Regions from separate parts of the Mus musculus genome. Here region 2 is linked to region 1. A link is a contact called in public Hi-C data. All regions are on one chromosome and are shown on one strand. The core of a region is the stretch at or near the end of the contact, and the rest is flanking DNA. Distances in the headings are between cores, read along the strand shown.

Region 1 (4,010 bases), core at 422-2,921:
CGTCTGAGGTCCTGCTTGTTGTGACTGCTGGGTGTTCCAGATAGAATGTGGTTTTTGATATCGGGAGCTGATGCTTAGGCATGGAAATGGACTTGAAGCCGGGTTGATGGAGTCCACGGAAGGGAGGAGAGCAGAGTGTTCCACCAGTGTATGCTTATTACCCTGGCATTGGTGGTAGAGAGTGAAGAGAGGCCACAACAGGTAATTTGCTTCTGAGACAGGGATTGGACTAGAGGGTTGGGTTTAGAGAAGGATGAGAATAAAGACCTGAAAATTGCCAACCAACTCCCCTGGTCAGCATGGCAGGATGGGTTCCCAAGGAATGTCTGAGGGTATTGTTGCCTTAGACAAAGGGATAGGTGGTCCAGGAGAAGATTTGTGCAGTCCTCTAGAGATGGGGGTAGACAGGAAGGGAAGGCTATCACTTATGTAGGTGACCGTACATGATCAACTACAGATCTTGGGATGAGGCAGGAGCATTGAATTTGAAGCAGAGATAAGAGAGTGAAGGACTGAAGATCTACCTGCTTCTCTGGCCATTGTGGCTGATGGATTGAAAGGGTTTAGTTTGTTTTGGTTTTTTCTTTCTATAGCTATGACAAACAACTATTACCAAAAGCAACTTAGGAACAAGAGGGTTTATTTCTCCTTATAGCTTAGAGTCCTTCATGAGAGGAACTCGGAAAGGAATTTGGAGGCAGGACTGGATTAGAGGCCATGAAGTAATAGTGCTTACTCTCCTTGGCTTTCTCAGCCTGCGTTTGTATAAAACATAGGACTACCTGACTGCCTAGCTAGGTTGATAGCATCCACAGTGGGCTGTGTCTTCCTCCATCAATCACTAATTAAGACAGTACTCCACAGATGTGCCTACAGGCCAGTCTTATAAAAGCATTTTTCTCAAGTATGATTCCCTCTTTTCAGATAATGCCTGCACCTATGTCAAGTTGATAAAAACTAACTGGCACAATAATATCAATAGCGATAGTATTTTGCATCGGTGTTGATCCCTATACAGGTTAAATATTCCATACTTGAAAAACTGAAGAACAGAAATAGTTTGGATGTATTTAATTTGGAAATAAATTATTTAATTTATTATAATATAATATAATATAAAAGTCATATAATGATATAATGAGATACTTTGAGGATGAGGCTAAGATCTAAACATGAAACTTATTTGTGATTCACATATATCCTGTAAACATAGCATCAAGGTAATTGTAGCCAGTATTTTTCTGACTATAGTTTGTACATTAGTCTGTAGAGTTTTCTACTTGTGGTGTTATGTGCACACCGAACAACATTCAGATTGTGGAGGATTTTATACTTAATACTTTTGTTGTATCAGGAATCTTTAGAGGAACAGAACCAGGAGAATAAATATATTAAAGAGGATGTGTTAGATTGGCTTACACAATATGATTGGGTAATCCAACAGTGGCTGTTTCTACACGGAGAGCCCTAGAGCCCAGTTGCTGCCCAGTCCATGAAGCTGGATGCCTTGGCAATTCCAGTGATTCTGGAAGTCTGAAGGATTCCTGCAGAGCCTCCAGTCTTCAGTCTGTATTGGAAGCTTAAAGAAGTTAGGCTCTGATCTCAGCAAAGTAGGAGCAGCAGTAACAGAGCAGATGAACAGGAAGACAACTCAGCAGTGAGACATGGTAGCAGTGAAGCGAACTTCCTTCAGGACTTCCTTTATCTGGCTTTTGTGGTCAGGGGCTCCTTACACTCAGGATGCATGTTTTTACGTCACATAACCTGATTAAGGACATCCTCTGCAGGTGTGCCCAGAGCTTACCTCTAAGTCAGTTCCAGTCAAGTTGACAAAAAGAATAACCACCACAAGTCCACCACCCCTTGTCAACCTGATGTCCAGCCATATCTCCATATGTCCTAATGCTTATGGTTTCCATGTGAAAACAGTATCAAGGTATAATTCTGCCTGTTGTGATGTGACTGTCTCACAATCACCAATATGCTGCTTCCCCTGAGAGTCGGTGAAAAAAATATCCTGAGGAATGCCTAGTCTTTTAGTGTCCCATAGTTTTTATACTATAGATTTACAACACACAATTGATAACATAGATTTACAACACTTAATTACAGATATTACCTCAATAAGTTAACAGTATATGATGAAGTAAAGAAAACACAAATATCTGCTTAATGTGGATGTATAGATGCACAAGCATGTTCTTAACAAAACAAGATGGAAATATTCATAACAGCATTCTTGTTTCTGTAACTGTTGAAAAGGCCTTAGCTGGTATTTGTAACTAACTCGTACAACACTCATTCTGTATTTCTTCCACCTGAGCAAGTACCTCAGCAGGTCTTTGTTCTTTACCTAGGAGGGGGCGGGGGGGGGGGGGAGTGAGCTGCACTTTTATTCTTGAAATGTCTGGGCCATTTCTCATCCTGTCTGGATTGGGCTGTAGTTTCCTATTGATCTTCATCACAGAACACGGTAACACCAAGAGACACCCAGAAGGATCTGCTGTACTCCAGACACACTCTTTCTTGTCCTCATTGTGGAGAAGCAGCCTGATTTTCTCAAGACAGGCTGGATCAATCACTCTTCATAACACAGATATTTCTTTGTTAGTATGCTGACTCAAGGGAATGAGGTGTCCTAGGCAACCATGGGGAAGTCTTAGCTTCTACATCTGTGGAATGTTGGTCATGGCACTTGGCAGAAACAGTTCTCTATCTAGAACCAGAACTTCTAGGGCAGCTGAGCAAAGTCACAGGAACGGGAAACAAAATTTTTCCTGTGGGCTGCTCAAGGTGGTGAGTGGCACCATTCCTATTCCCGCTTGCTTCTGGATGCCTGAATCCTGCTGTAGGAGAAAGGGGCATTGAAACAGAGCAAATGCAACTTTCTGGAGAACTCCACCCAGCCTCCAGGCTAGTGTCACCTAATTGGCTCCATAACTCTGTCTTAAAAGGATATTCTACTGTTCTACCAAGCCTGGTAGATGGGATGCGAGGTGAGACCAGGGAATTCTGTGTGCATTGCTGTACTTCTTTTACTGCAAAATGAATTTCATAGTTCAAGGTACTGTACAGGATATCATGATGGTGGATAAATCCTTTGAGTCATGGATGTAGTATGACAGTGGAAAAGGCCTTCTTTGAGTCTAAAGATGGAATATCAGTATGGTGGATAAGGCCTTGTATGAGGCTTTGGATAACAGTTTGTCAGGAGCATTGCATGTAGGAGGGGCAAATCCATAGCCAAAAGTATCTGGTTAAGAGCACTCAGGAGGCAGAGGCAGGTGGATTTCTGAGTTCGAGGCCAGCCTGGTCTACAAAGTGAGTTCCAGGACAGCCAGGGATATAAAGAGAAACCCTGTCTCAAAAAAACAAACAAACAAAAAAAGTGATATGCTGCTACCAGGTTGCTAGCTGGTCAGCCAGGGGGATGCTGCCATATTTAGGAGGCCGCAGCGTTGGTTTCTACTATTGGCAGGTCTGGTTTTCAGCAGCAGGTGTAGCCAGGCCAGCTTTGGTGACTGGAAGTCCATGTTGTTGATCCCATGTATAACCCCCATCTCTACAACACGGGTCCACTGGGATGGCCAGGGAAAGAGGTTGCCTCTCCACAGACTAGGTCATCCTATCTACCCTCTTCCCCAAATGTCTTTCTCATCAGTTTTCAAGTCTTCAACCACCCAGCCAAATCATTGTCACCAGCCCATGATTTCGCATTTTTCCACATATCTGACCATCCTCTTTCCAAGCATATGTGTTGCCGTAAGGATGCTCAGCGTGTGCTGTAAACTTTTAAGTTACAAATATACTATAGTACTTTGGACACTAATCCTATTATTATATTATTATTATTATTATATCCTAATCTTTGATGTTGGCCCCTTGAGAAAAGCCACCTTTTTTTTTTTTTTTTTTTTTTTTGGTCTATGAGTATTTTTTCCTCAACCACAAGGTGGCAGCAAATGTTTTTGTTTTGTTTAAATATACTTAATGTAGTCATTATATCAAAG
Region 2 (4,010 bases), core at 409-2,908, 83 kb before region 1:
TGAAGAACCCTTTTCATCAGTGACTCATGATGGTGTTTTGTTCAATTCCTACCTTGCTAACGAGCTGATTAACTAGTTGAGGTAGAATCTGTAAGGTTTTCCCACTGTTGGTAACTATTTTCTACATTGTAACTAGCAAGTGTTACATGTAGGTGTATTTAAAACTTTGTAATTATCTTATCCTTCAAAGATTTACTAGTTTTAATATCTACAATTGACTCTTGTCTGAGTGAGTTACAGTACAGCATTGTCTTTGTAAATCTCATAATACCATCCCAGGAAAAAGTGCACAGACTTTAATATGTGTGCATTTGAATGAAAGGTTTTCTACCCCACCTTATATTCTTTTAGTTCCTGCCTTCAATTTTATGATCCATCTGAAATATATAAAAATTCTCAATAAGAGGTTCAATTTTGTATATCTTCAGACATATTTGTACTTCATTTGGAAAGGTACTTTATGATCATGTAACAAATTTCACCACACTTTTTATTGTCTGGTTAAGTGCCTCAGGGAAAGAGAGTACTCATGTCATTACATTACTAATCATATTCCATGAAATTTATTTCCGTATTTACTTGCTTCTTGAGAAAACTCACAATTTACTTAGATCTATAGCCTCACTTTATAGCACAATGCTTGCTTTATAGCAGGAGTTCAGAAAATATTCTTTTTAAATGATCAATGTATTCAAGTCAAAGCAAGTACTTTGGTGTTATGGTGTAGTATGGGGAAGTTTGGAAAGATGGAAGAATTTGAGGCTGGAAGGGCAGGTCATCTACACAGAGATCTTATATAGAGTGCTAGAGGAGTACTGTTTAGCCTGTTACAAACTGTAATGATTCTATTTGGGTGATTCTTCTGTGACTATTGAAAATGGAGTGAAATGAGGTAAATTTGTTTCATTAAATACCATTGATATTACTGAATCTACAAAATCATTTTCTCAGGTTAAAAAATTTAACTTTAAAAATCACATTTATTTGTGTGTATGAGCATGTTGGTATACATGTGCCATGACATGTGCATAGAAGTGAGAGGACAACTTGTGGGAGTTGAGTCTCTCCTTCCACCACATGGGTTCTGGGAATTGAACTCAGGTGGCTAGGCTTGGGGTCATCTTACCATAACTGTTAATAGTTTGTTGTTATTTGTTGTTGGCTTTCTTAACAAAGTTCTGTGTAGCCCTGGCTGTCTTGGAACTCACTCTGTAAATGGGGTTGTCCTCAAACTCAAGATGTCAGCCTGCGTCTGCCTCCCGAGAGCTAGGATTAAAAGTATGTGCCACCACTGCCTGGTTCGTTACTCACTTTTCAATTTAAAGAACTATTAGAATGAAGGACCAACTAATAAACGAAATAAATCAGACCATGGGCTTCACTTTTATTTTTAAAATTTATCACATCTAAATAGATACAAAGATGTCGAGTTTTAGAATGTATGAAGGAAAGTATAGATACCTGCAGAGCTGACAACTGAAACTCAAGTAGCAGATGCATGAGGAACAAAGATGAGACTATCTGTGGTATCTTCATATTTAACAGGATTTAAAAAGCATAAGGATGACAAACAAGAGTGCTAAGGCAAGGAAGAGGAACAGGATTAGATCAGTCACAGAGACCGGCAGGATGATTTAGAGTTAAAGGGAAGTATAGCCCTTGTGCAATTTCATGAAAAGTAAAAAATGATGAACAAAGTAGCATTTGGTTGGGTGACTGGTATGTCACTAATACCTTGCAAAAAGGGTTCCTCTGCATCATACCCTAGTGCGTGGGCAGGTGATTCTGGTCCCTCACAGTGTTGCCTTATGGATTGGAGCCCAGAGACCTGACATAAAGCCCTGCCTGGGTAGCTGTTTTTAAAAGACTAGAGTAATTAATGGCCCTTTTCTCTGACCTATGAGTCTTACGTTTCTTTTGGCATAGTATAAAAATGTTGACAGGTACTCTGTTATATTTCAAGCAGGGTAAAAAAAAGGCCCTTCATGTTTCTGATCTAAAATCTTTTTGTAGAAATGAACTAAAAAGAAAGGGTGAGGTAGAAAGTGGAGAAGAGAGGAAGGAAAGCCGGACTACTCCAGCAGAACAATTCAGCTGAAGAAATACACACAAGAAGGAAGATACACTTAAGAGGTCTATATAGAACATTGAAAATAATTTATAAATTATCACTTCATTAAAAACATTTGAGGGCTAGGGAGATGGCTCTGTGGTTAAAGTTACCTGTCATGGGGACTGCATAATACAAGAAAGAACAGATTCCTGTAGGTTGTTCTCTGATCGTCATATATAACATATCCCCCTCCCCCATGTACTTATATACACATGTCTGCTTACAAATAAGCAAAGGTAATAAATGAGAAATTGACACTACGGATTGAGATATTTTGATATAAAGTGGGATTAAAAATTTGGCAAATGGATTCTTTTTTATTTTTCTATAAAAGTCTATTCAATATAAAAGTATAATCTGGAGAAGAATGTTTGATTTAAGTGCTTGGAACATGAATAATATAAATAGAAGTATTTAAAAGAATATGTTAAGGTGCACAGATGCAGTAGACAGCAGACATAGCCATCAAGATTTGTTTAAAACTAAAATAATTGAATAGGGAAAAGCAGCTGTTACTATAGAATGTTCAGGTTTAACGAGGCTGTCTTCATGTACTGATTTAGAACTCTAAGCTGTGGAAACTACTCAAGAGAAGAATTTCTTCTGATGACTGACTGCCCTCGTCTGGCAAAGCAAAATGTCAAGAGATGAAAAATAACATGGAACAGAGAAAGAAGGGGTAAGATAACCAGAGGGATGGAGGTGGGAAACAGGTAAATGAATTGAAGAAGTCTAGGAGAAAAGAGAGAAAACACTGGTTAGAAAGAACAGCTCCATTTTAAAGAACCATTTCAAGGTAAGGCTGTGTTAATAGATAGTTTAAACAGAAATGGAAACATCTGGGAAAACACTGAATTGAGGTGCTTGGTGGCTAACAAACATGGGCTTTGACAATGGTCCTCTTTCATTAACTGAAGGGGTTTGCATCCCCATAGGAAGAACAACAATATCAACCAACCAGCACCCCCGAGCTCCCAGGGACTAAGCCACCAACCAAAGAGTAGACATGGAATGACCCAGAGCTCCAGATGCAAGGATGGCCTTGCCAGACATCAATGGAAGGAGAGAGGCCCTTGGTCCTGTGAAGGCTCAATGCCCCAGTGTAGGGGAATGCCAGGGTGGGGAGGCAGGAATGGGTGGGTGGGTGAGCACCCTCATAGAAGTGGGGGGGCAATGGGGGATGGGATAGGGGGCTTATGAAGGGGAAACCGGGAAAGGGGATAAAAATTTGAAATGTAAAATTTAAAAGTATCCAATAAAAGAGAAGAAAAAAGAAAAAGAAAATGAAAAAGAAAAAGGTCCTCTAACAAGGGAGACAAGGCAAGACAAAAGTGCTGATTCACCCAAGGAGGTACAGGTTATTATACTCAACAATGACCTAATCAAATGGCATAGACTTCAGAGAGGAGATGAAGGCATAACATCAGTGAAGAGTACTGAGAAGCATAAGATAGACTTACTGTCTCCCTGCTACAAAAGCCACTAAGAGCCATCTGGGAATAGCCACAGTTCAGAACAGGCCATTAAAAAGATCTTATCAAGAGGAGAGTGGGGGCTGGTTTAGAAGGGTAATTCATATTAAGGAATAATGGGTCTAAGAGGGATTTGTGCTAGATAAAACGGATTTAAAAGTCACTTACCACCTGGACTTGCAGAATATATTTCAATGCATCATTTAATCTGTGGTTAAATAATATTTTTATTATAGGAATATTAAAAACAACACTATGGTATTAATATCAATAGACTCCTAATATTTTGCAACTACATCTAACAAGATCTAATCCTGAGTGAAAATACAGTTACTGGAAAAACATATGCTTAACAATTATATACAATTTGTTAAGATAGTTAAGATAATTCATAAAACATACTAACACATGCTTTATGCAGATTA

Evidence for each region. Hi-C and Micro-C count contacts between places; a contact is called where the count stands out from the background.
Region 2: a contact with region 1 is called in a Hi-C map of bone marrow-derived macrophages, with 2.2 times the contacts expected there. The contact joins two enhancer-like sites. A contact is called at or near these places in 2 of 15 datasets of contacts at CTCF or cohesin (large pre-B cells and pro-B cells), 37 of 484 Hi-C or Micro-C datasets (B cells, the BV-2 cell line, the Ba/F3 cell line and 19 more), 2 of 115 datasets of contacts at active chromatin or transcription factors (the HPC-7 cell line and large pre-B cells) and 2 of 9 other capture datasets (adipose tissue and liver).

Annotation. Positions count from the first base shown.
Region 1 is chr14:45,153,407-45,157,416 of GRCm38.p6, reverse strand. All of the region lies in intron 14 of Txndc16 (thioredoxin domain containing 16), which reads left to right. Among named protein-coding and RNA genes, the nearest start is that of Gm34362, 21 kb to the left of the region's middle. Within about 2 kb of position 1,671, at least 89 of the 459 cell types and tissues checked have an H3K27ac peak or open chromatin away from gene starts, as enhancers often do. A contact at or near this core is called in bone marrow-derived macrophages, where this site is marked.
Region 2 is chr14:45,236,884-45,240,893 of GRCm38.p6, reverse strand. The region is part of intron 1 of Gpr137c (G protein-coupled receptor 137C); the gene reads right to left. Among named protein-coding and RNA genes, the nearest start is that of Gpr137c, 19 kb to the right of the region's middle. Within about 2 kb of position 1,658, at least 4 of the 459 cell types and tissues checked have an H3K27ac peak or open chromatin away from gene starts, as enhancers often do. A contact at or near this core is called in bone marrow-derived macrophages, where this site is marked.